2 separate regions of the Sus scrofa genome follow, and region 2 is linked to region 1. Evidence: chromatin contacts called from public promoter capture Hi-C data. All regions are on one chromosome and are shown on one strand. The core of a region is the stretch at or near the end of the contact, and the rest is flanking DNA. Distances in the headings are between cores, read along the strand shown. Region 1 holds the start of TMEM67 (meckelin). Region 2 holds the start of OTUD6B (OTU domain-containing protein 6B).

Region 1 (5,268 bases), core at 2,757-5,256:
GTGCTGCTCACTCATGCCTCTGGGTCTATTCTGCTGGTCCCTCTACCTGTCCTGTCCTACGGTGTCTCTTCCTCTGTGACTTCTTCACCGATCTCCCTCCCACCCACCAAGGCAGGGTTAATCCTGTCTTCAAGTTCTACAGTCTCATTAGAGCAGTTATCTCAAAATATGTTAATTATATTTTTCTCTGACTGTTTCTCTACCAGGTTATGAGGCCCCTGAGGGAAAGCCTTAGAGAAGTGCTCAATGATTGAAAAATGATTGAACTCCCCATCAAAGATGAGCTACCTTCTGACTTCTTACCTAGGGCTCTCATTCTTAGTGATATGCCTCTCAACTCATTTTTAAAGATTCAAAAACACAACAGTCTTTTTTATTTTTTCTTTTTTGGATGCCCCCATGGCATATGGAAGTTCCCCAGGCCAGGGATCAAATCAAAGCTGAAGCTTCGACCTACGCCAGAGCTGCAGCAATGCCAGATTATTAACTCACTGCACCACAGAAGTAACTCCACCAAAAACATAATAGTCTTTAGAACACTTAAGGTGATTCCCATTTCTGGTTCCAGACTCTTCAAGACTTAGACCTCCACATCCATTTCTGCAATACCTGTCTACCTGAGTAGGCAACTCATGTTCAACATAACTAAACCATTCTTATTTTCTCTCTTTTTTTTTTAGGACCGCACCTGTGGCATATGGAGGTTCTCAGGCTAGGGGTCTAATCAGAGCTACAGCTGCCAGCCTACGCCACAGTCACAGCAACACAAGATCCGAACCGCGTTTGCAACCTAAGCACAGCTCGCGGCAATGCTGGATCCTTAACCCACGGATGGAGGCCAGGGATCGAAACTGCAACCTCATGGTTCCTAGTTGGATTTGTTTCCACTGCACCACAATGGGAACTCCCATACTTGTCTTCTCTTGACCCGAGGACTTTCCTTGCCTAGCTTTTATCTGCTCCCAATCCAACATGATCTAGCCTTGCAGTCAAGATCTAGACTTGCTGCAAGTTTTTAGTGCTACATGGTTTCCCTTTCAATTATCCATTCTACTTCTTACTTTTAACTATGTTCTTCACTTAAAAAAAATGATCTGGCTTAATTTTTCTGATCTCCAGCCCAGGATTTCTTGATGGCTTCACTCATCTATCTCTTTTCTTACAATCTGAGAAAGAATGACTCTCCTCCCTTTAGATGATTCTCTTTCCACTCTTATATCCAAGTCCTTGACCCCTTCCCAGGAACTCAATTACTCCTCTTTTTATTTTGAATCTCTCTTCTACTACTCCTTTCCTTTCATCTCCACTAATGTACATATTCCCCTTACCCTAAAAATATTAAAATTCTTTTAGTTCATCCCCTTCTTTTGCCTTCCCTTCAATGCCAAGTTCCTTAAAATAGCCTATCTGATGGTTGCTCTTTATCAGTACTGCTCTATGACTTGCCTCTAACCCTATCACTGTAATAAAACAGCACTCTAAAAGGTAACTAATGGTGTTCCCTTATGGGGCAGTGGGTTAAGGATCTGGCCTTGTCATTTGCAGTGGCCTGGGTTGCTCTGTGGCTTGGGTTCAATCCCCGGCCTGGGAAATTCCACATGCCACAGGTTTTGGAGTTGGTCAAATGGAGATAAATTCTAGCTTCACCACTTCCTAAAATGTAACTTTTTTATCCTCAGTTAATTTTTTTTGTCAAAGGATACAAAAAAAAGATAGTATTCCCTCAAAGGATTATTATGAAGCATTAAGGTTCATGCTGTCAAGTGCCTAACACAGTGCACAATGTGGAACACAAGGAACCTGCTCTTCTATTGTTTTAGTTATATAGTAGATAATAAGTAAATATTATTGCCCCAGTCACTCCCACAGAGCATATAACATTGTGTACTTCATTAAGGAAAATTAGAGTTAAAATTCCCCCATAGGAAGTTTTGCAGGCTAATCTCAACTATTCTGACCATACCCTTTCTGACCCAGTTAACATAAAGTTATGTATTTTTCAAAAATTATATTCATATAAGTGATTTCTACTTCAGATTAAACACTCCAACAGCATGGTAATTACTCAGAAAATTTTTTAAAATTCCTCTTAAAGGAACAGTTTTCAGAACATACACCTTCTGTGCCACAGATATTAGTGACAGAGTGAATGCAGATCTTTGTGGGAAGGTCACATGAAGAATACTAGGCCTAATGGTGGCTAATAGTTAAAGTTAGCTAACTTTCCTAGATGCATGTTACCACACATATTGAGAATATTACATACATGTATTCCCTTAATAGTGATAAATCATTGTTTTTATTACAAAGTTTGTGTTTTTCTGAGAAAGCCAAAAGTCATTTCAAGCTAACACTAACACTAACACTGATGAATAAGGTGTCTTCAAAATATGCCAGCTTTTACTGGGTGTGGGAGGGGGACAAAATACAACAATAAAATAAATAGAATACAACAGAAGCAGAAAGGGAATGTAAATATTAAAATGTAATTTTTTCTTTTATGACCCAGATACTGGCTTTGAGGACAATTCTAAAATGTTTGGGGGCCGAGAGCCTCCAAGTGCTTGATTTTTTTGTCTTTGGGGGGGGGGCACCCACAGCATATGGAGGTTCCCAGGCTATTGGTTGCATCGGAGCTACAGCTGCTGGCCTACACCACAGCCACAGAATTGCTGGATTGGGGCCACATCTGTGACCTACACCTCAGCTTGCAGCAAGGCTAGATCCTTAGCCCACTGAGCAAGGCCAGGGATGGAACCAGCAACCTCATGATTGCTAGTCAAATTTGCCTACGCTGTGCCACAAAGGGAACTCCTAAGGGTGCCTATTTTGAAAGACAATATTCACTTATGTGTACATTTGATTAAAAAAATAGATTCCTTTTTTTTTTATTCACAACTGGAGTAAAGATGATCTCATCTTCTATACATGATTTCTTATGCTCAAAAAAAAGAAGACAGGAGTTCCCATCGTGGTGCAGTGGTTAACGAATCCGACTGGGAACCATGAGGTTGCAGGTTCGATCCCTGGCCTGGCTCAGTGGGTTAAGGATCCGGCGTTGCCGTGACCTGTGGTATAGGTTGCAGACACGGCTGGGGTCCTGCGTTGCTGTGGCTCTGGTGTAGACTGGTGGCTACAGCTCCGCTCAGACCCCTAGCCTGGGATCCTCTATATGCTGCGGGAGCGGCCCTAGAAAAAGGTAAAAAGACAAAAAAAAAAAAAAGAAAAAAAAAAAAAAAAGAAAGAAAGAAAAAACACAAAGAAAGTTCCGTCAGTAAAGATCTTTTTTTAGTGCCAATCTTCCGACATTGCATATTTCAAATCAGTGTTTTTCCTTTTTTGACGAAGGTATTTTTGACAAATTCATTGTTGAGATGTCTCTTTTAATACGATAATGACCTACTGTGTATAAATTTTTTTTTTTTTTTTTTTTTTTTTTGAGGGCTGGCACTCATGGCATCTGGAGGTTCCCAGGCTAGCGGTCCAATCTGAGCTGTAACCGCTGGCCTACCGCGCAATCACAGCAATGGGCCAGATCTGAGAGGCGTCTGCGACCTACGTCACAGCTCAGGAACCTGGATCCTTAACCCACTTAGTGAGGCCAGAGATAGAACCTACGTCCTCATGGATGCTAGTAAGATTTGTTTCCGCTGTGCTACAACGGGAACTCTGACTTACTCTGCATAAATTTTGATGTAAATGTCATTTAACAGATTAATGAAATAACACTCAGTTTGTGTGCTAAAATCAGATAATTTCTTTGCTGTGCTATTCTATTTCGCGACCTCCTAAATTAACTTCGCGTCCTGATAATAGGTGGCATAGCAGAGTTTGAAGCAAACATTTTAAACAGCCTGTCGCGCCTGCCAGGCTCCCGCGTTAGCTTGCATGTAACCCAGACCAGGCAGCTTCCCGCGGCTTTGGTAACCTAGCAACCAGGCAGCAGTGGCCGACACTTCCGGAATCCGGGCCTCAGTTGTCCAATCAGCTCTGCAAAGTCGTCGCGGAGGCTGATGGGGCGCGTATAATGCGCGGCCCGCTAGCGTCTCACCATGGTGACGGGCAGCTGTGGTCCTGGGGTGGCAATGGCCGCCAGGTCTGTCCGCTCCGTAGCGACTGTGACCGTATTCCTCTTATTGGTAGTGCCTCGAGTCTCACAGACTCAGACCTTCTTTTTCCCTTTCCAGCAACCAGAGACATGCGGTCACAACCAGTACTTCGATATCTCCGCGCTCTCCTGTGTGCCGTGTGGAGCTAACCAGATGCAGGATGCCGGAGGTGAGATGGCTCCGGGTGGGCCCTGGCTAAAGTACCACTCCCACCTTGGCTCTGTCCCCAGACCCCAGGGTCGTCGAAACACCTTTTCGTCTGCGGAAAGAATATTTCAGAAAGGTTAACTGCCAACAGCCGAGAGAAGGGTTTCCTTGGAGGATTGCAACTTGCGCACAACATATGAGGATGAGGAAACCCTGGTCCGTAGGCCGTTGCCAGTAATTAATTTCTTGTCTCCATTCCCCTACTCCTTATCCGGGAAGTCTTTTAGGGAGGCACCTGAAAAAACTGAATAAGGTGAAAAAGCAGGTGACAGGACAAATTGGGGAGGGAATACAAATTAGGGCTTGTACATTTTGATCGCTTTTTTCCTTGCTTTTCAAATCCCAGAAGTTTCGAGCTGGAAAAGATCTTAAGCATAATCAGGCCCAGCCTTCTCATTTTACAGATAAGGAAATGAATGACCCTCAGTCTCAACCTATGTATTTCCACTATACAGTATGTCAGTAATATTATAAATTTTCTTAGGATCTAGCCCTTTTAGTGTTGAATATTACTAATTGCCCTTGAGGTCTCTTTAAATTAAGCTTTTTTTTTTTTTTCTTCTTGAAACGTTTATCATTTGGTCCCTGGTTGTCCTCACTAAAACTGCTCAGAATAAGTATTTCCGTATTCTGAAGTCAAGGATTTTTTTTTTTTGTCTTTTTGCCATTTCTTGGGCTGCTCCTGCGGCATATGGAGTTTCCCAGGCTAGGGGTCTAATCGGAGCTGTAGCTGCCAGCCTATACCAGAGCCACAGCAACGCGGGATCCGAGCTGCATCCGCAACCTACACCACAGCTCATGGCAACGCCGGATCGTCAACCCACTGAGCAAGGGCAGGGATCGAACCCGCAACCTCCTGATTCCTAGTCGGATTCGTTAACCACTGCGCCACGACGGGAACTCCTGAAGTCAAGGATGTTTTTAATCTCCACTTGATCACCCATGGCATTAA
Region 2 (5,563 bases), core at 2,156-4,655, 2.9 Mb before region 1:
TTACTAGGTCTTTCCTAGGTGTATATTCCATTTTTCATCTAGTGTTCCCATGCTTAGTTTCTTACCTTTTGTACACCCATTTCATAATCCATATATTTCAGAAAGTCCTAATTGTTGCAGTTCTTAAATTATCAGCATTTGTTATAATTTCCTTTTTGTGTGTGTATCTTTTTTAGGGCTGCGCCTGTGGCATATGGAGGTTCCCAGGTGAGGAGTCTAATCAGAGCTGTAGCCGCCAGCCTACACCACAGCCACAGCAATGTGGGATCTGAGCTAAATCTGCAACCGAACCACAGCTCATGGCAATGCCTGGTCCCACTGAATGAGGCCACTCACCCACTGAGTGAGGTCAGGGATTGAACCCACAACCTCATGGTTACCAGTCAGGTTTGTTAACCACTGAGCCATGATGGGAACTCCAATAATTTCCTTTCTGACCCAAAAGTTACCTAAGAGCATTTGAAAAAGTGTGTGACTTCAGCATTTAGACTTAGTTTGTAGGCTTTTTTGCAATGTGATCATTTGTGCTTTCTAGAAATTTAAGTTTTCCCCATACCCTAGTATTAAATAATTTAGAAATGTTTCTGTACAATATGAAAAGAATGCAAATACACACACACCTCAACTATTTAACAACTCCTTAACCATCTCAACTTTTCATTTTTTGTCTTTTGTCTTTTTAGGGCCACAGAGCTGCATATAGAGATTCCCAGGCGAGGGGTGGAAACGGAGGGATAGCCGCTGGCCTATGCCACAGCCACAGCAAAACCAGATCTGAGCCATGTCTGCGACCTACACCACAGCTCACACCACACACAGCTCACGGCAATGCTGAGCAAGGCCAGGGATCGAATCTGCGTCCTCATGGATGCTAGTCAGATTCATTTCTGCTGAGCCGTGATGAGAACTCCATCATTTACTTGATTAATAAGTATGAACTCAGAGTCCAATAACGTGTACATCATTAAAACACTCACATCAAAGTACTGAACATTTGTTTTACATATGAATGCCATTTATTTACCACATAAAGCTTCTTAAATATCACAAGAACTTATATTTTATAAGCTTGAGTTCTAATAAAAATATTGCTCCCTACATCCATTTCTATGACTTATAGTTTCCATTGTCTTTAAACTCTTTTATCCTTTGTTTTATACTAATGTATCCAGGGTTAGAGATTGATTTTTGATCCAATTTTAATCTTTTTGGTAGGAATATTTAACCAGTTTATGAGTGAAATAACTTAGCTATATTCCTGTGTCAATCTAATTTCAATGCTTTAATGCTGTTTTTCACCACCTCCTCTCCAATCCAAAAAACTGGAATGTTTTCTATTTTTATTTGTTATCTCATTTTCAAATTTACTAGAATGAGCTACTACATGAAGCAATAGGTACTGATTTTCTGTAGGCAAGATGTATATAAAACAAGGTTTTAAACTACTACCGCCCCCCAACCAGTGATATGGGAATTTTTTTTACACTACCAATATTACATTACAGACAAATTTGCTATTCCCCCCACCCTCGGTATTTAAAAATAGGGAATAGCAAATTTGATTGACAGGTTTTCCTATTTTGTCAGATTAACATTTGATATACCGTTATTCTACAGGTTCTGTCCACAGTGACAAAGTCCTGTTATCTACTTGTTTAGCTTAGGAACATGGATATCTTTATCTATATTATAATGCTAAAAATAAAACTATTCATTAAATGTTTGGCATGCCTTTTCACAATTTAAAAGGACCTAAACTGAAATTTTAGACAGGATTTACAAATTTATTTTTGCATTTCGTTTTGTAACTCTATGTAACAATTTGACTTTAATGCTGTTTAACTAGTTTAATATTTACCGGTAACTTTCTCATACAATTGCTTCCTCGAGGCATTTTAATTCATGTTGTTAGCTAAATATCATTTAGCAACTTTGTCAAGGATTGTACTTGAAAGATGCAATTTCTTATTTTTTAGGCCTGCACCCAGGGAATATGGATAGGAGCTGCAGCCTGCACCCCAGCTCAGGGCAACACTGGCTACTTAATCCACTGAGTGGGGCCAGGGATCAAACAGCATTCTTGGGGATACGCCTTACTTGATGGGTTCTTGCCTTACTTGATGAGCCACAAGGGGAACTTCAAAAGATACATTTTCTTTACCCCTTCATGTCTTCCAGCTGCCTTGGTACAGAAATGATAACTTGGCAGAGTATATAATACTTGTTTCAAAATTATTTTTCCTTAAAACTCTGAAGACATTGTTCCATTGTTTTCTGGCACTTAAGACTTGCAAGTGAAAAATGTGAAGTCAGCCTGACTTTCACCCATGTAAAGAAACTTGCTTTCTCTGGATACTTGTAGAAGTTTTTCTTTATCCCTTCAAATTAAAAATATCACCAGGATATGTCAGGGTGTTGCTTTCATTAAATTTTAATGATACCCTGTTAATTTTTCCATTTGCAGATCTGGTTCCTTCTTCAACTCTGTAGATTTTTCTACGATTAGTTCCTTAATTATAGTTTCAGCTTCATTTGATTTGTCCTGTTTCAGGTATTCCTATTATGCCAAGATTGTACCTCCTGGACAGGCCCTCTAGGTGTCTCTTCGCTTTACTTGATTTCTTTTCTTTTTTTCTGCATGCTGTAAAAATTTCTCGTTTGGCTTAACTTAAGTAAATCGATCTCCTGCCCCATCAGGCTTGCACATTTCCGTTATCTCAATTCCCTGATACTTTTCAAACGCTCTGACAATAGCTTCTTTATCACTGAGATTAGGTCTTTAAACTCCTGTGTTCTATGATACTTAGTCCTTATTATCTCTTCTGTTTCCATCGCTACAGGCGTTTCAAGAGGCGGCATTTTCTCAATTACTTAGCTGTTTTTCTTCGGAACTGCGGTATTATAACCTTGAAAATAATAAACAGAACTTAATTCCCTACTGTTTGATTTACGCAGCACAAAGATCCTCATTCATACTTATTAAAAGTTTCACTGAAATTTTTTTATTTTTCCTTCTTACCTTTTGAAAAGAACTTCCTAGTAATGGAACCAAAAACGAAGATTAAAGGACACGGTCCGAGGTACCCAACAAAACAAAAAGAACATCCAAAATGGTTTCTACAACGTCATCTTTGCGCGCTTCACGGCCTGGTCAGCAGACGCAACAGTAGCTTTACTGCCAAAAGCGCTCTAGCGACGGGGTCAACTGCAGGCTGCAAACTTCAGTCGGTTAAGCCACACCCCCACAAACCGTTGCGCTCCACCCCCGCCGCCCCGCCCCGCCCCGCCCCGCCCCGTCCCATCAGAGCGCGTCACGCGGGGGTGCGCATGCTTAGTACGCCATTCTTCCTCCTCGCTCCTAAGGCTCGGCTCAGATCCGGTACCGCCTTGAAGGCGGGGCTGGGTCCCAGCTGCGGCCAATGGCGCCGAAGGTGAGGGTTGAAGGGTGGAAGGTGCTCTGTAGCTGGTCGTGCTGGTTTCTTCCCGCGCGTGTGCTGGGCTTACCTGGTCGTCATGGAGGCAGTCTTGACCGAGGAGCTTGATGAGGAGGAGCAGCTGGTGAGAAGGCATCGCAAAGAGAAGAAGGAGTTGCAAGGTGACGGGGAATGGGAACCTAGAAGACGCCAGGGCCCAGGGAAGGGCGCGTGGCGGGCCAGTTCCGGAGCTGGATCTTCCGAGGCTTCTCCAGAGTAACCAGTAACTTCTTCCCTCCCGCCTCCCCTGGGTCCCATAATCCCCCAGATCTTCGGAAGCTGCTTCTTAAGTCCGCTACCGTCCTGGTGCGGGTGCCTGGAAACACCTGGAAACTACGAACTTGGACACAGGGCCCTCTCCCAGCTCCATTTCCTATTCCTTCCCTAGTTCCTCAGAAGGGATGCTTGAAAGATTTAAAAACTTGAGTCTTTTTTTTTTTCTTTTTACTCCTACCACACCAAACTGACGGTTGTGTTACTAGATTTTATTTGGGGTTGGGGGGGCAGTCCATATTTTTCTGGGCTCTTCTCTGTAACTATTATGTAATTACTCTTCTTGCTATTATAATTACTTCTAAACCCTCCTCTCTTACCATCCTCTTATTGTTACTATTTCTTGTTTCTTCTGAATCCCTGGGTTTTTGATCTAATGATTTTCGTGGCTTTCCAGCCAAAATTCAGAGTATGAAGAATGTTGTTCCCAAGAATGACAAAAAGAGGAGGAAGCAACTCACTGAAGATGTTGCTAAGTTAGAAGCAGAAATGGAACAGAAACATAGAAAGGAACTGGAGCAATTGAAGCTGACTTCTAAGGAGAGTAAAGTATGTGAAGTAATGTTCCTTTTTTGTCTACAGCATTTGATAGCAATTGTGCACTTCTCTTAAACCGTTTACTTATATATAAATCACAAAATTGGAGGGAAAGAAATCTCTCGCATCACCTTTCTGATATTTTTCTGACCAGATTTACATGAGTGTGTTTTTTAAGGGAGGACAGCAAAGAAAGTCCACTTCTTTAACTGTTCACTTGCCCCAAAGATGAACAGATTGATAAGATGGACTAGAGGAAGCTTCACCAAATGGAGGTTGGAAGACCAGTCTTCTAGACTTGACATTAAATAGGATTGTAACCTGGGCAATTGGTTATTGGATTGTAAGCTGCTTAACTTTCTTGAGCATAAATTTCTTCACATTCATATGATATAAATATTACTGATTTTTTTTTTTAAGCAACCTCTCCTTTTAAGGAGGAGAGGTTGCAGATGTGGCTTGGATCAGGTGTTAACTGTGGCTGTGGTGTAGGCCAGCAGCTGCAGCTCCAGTTCTACCTCTAGCCTGGGAACTTCCATATGCTCCAAGAGAAGTAGTAAAAAAAAAAAGTTCTTTATTAACAATTTGTAATGAATGGAAATGTATTGACGTTTCTTGGTTAAATTGGAGTCTGTTAACTATCATCATTTTAGCTAATATTTATTTCATCACCGTAGCCATGCACAATGTATTGTCTGCAATACACTTTAACGTGTTACATGTGTTATCTCATATAATTCCCACAGTAACACACTATGAAGTATTACCTTTGAAGTAAGTGTAGATAACCCCCTTTTTCAAATGGGAGACAGACTCAGATTAAAACCTTTGTTCTGATTTTATAACAGCTATTAAGTACCAAAGCCAGAGTTCAAAATCAGAACAGTCTTACTCCAGAAAGTGAATACTGAATTGTTACCATCTTATCTGGTTTATTGCATGGGTTTTAGATATCAAAGATCCTAGACCTCATAACCTCACTCCTGTTTTTGATAGAAAGTTCCTATGTACATGCAACATTTTATCTACCATAAATAAATTTTATTTTATTTCATTCCATTCATTTTTGATCTGCTCCTAACAGGGAAAACAGCTTATCTGTATTGATTTACAGTGGTTGTTATAATAAATATAGTCTTATTTTCTTAAATTTTTAGGCAGTCATCAAGATCCTGGCCTTCAGTGCCTATAACATATTCTCTTTCCAAGTAACAAGGCATAATGCTTCAGGTGTTTGTGTTGTCACAATCAGCGTATTCCTAATTGTCTCCCTATCTTTT

The links. Promoter capture Hi-C pulls out the DNA fragments that hold promoters and counts their contacts.
Region 2: a promoter capture Hi-C map of liver shows a contact between it and region 1, with 11 times the contacts expected there. The contact joins the promoter of OTUD6B here to the promoter of TMEM67 in region 1. A contact is called at or near these places in 2 of 5 promoter capture datasets (fetal liver and liver) and 1 of 47 Hi-C or Micro-C datasets (alveolar macrophages).

The regions. Positions count from the first base shown.
Region 1 is chr4:42,929,844-42,935,111 of Sscrofa11.1, reverse strand. TMEM67 (meckelin) reads left to right here and starts at 4,006. Exons shown (of 28, transcript XM_021089109.1): 1 at 4,006-4,096; 2 at 4,188-4,278. The coding sequence starts at 4,028.
Region 2 is chr4:45,791,112-45,796,674 of Sscrofa11.1, reverse strand. OTUD6B (OTU domain-containing protein 6B) reads left to right here and starts at 3,405. Exons shown (of 8, transcript XM_003125574.4): 1 at 3,405-3,500; 2 at 3,502-3,595; 3 at 4,144-4,295. The coding sequence starts at 3,420. It overlaps LOC100516731 (a long non-coding RNA gene), which reads right to left and starts at 3,238. Exons shown (of 3, transcript XR_115866.4): 1 at 3,020-3,238; 2 at 1-2,906.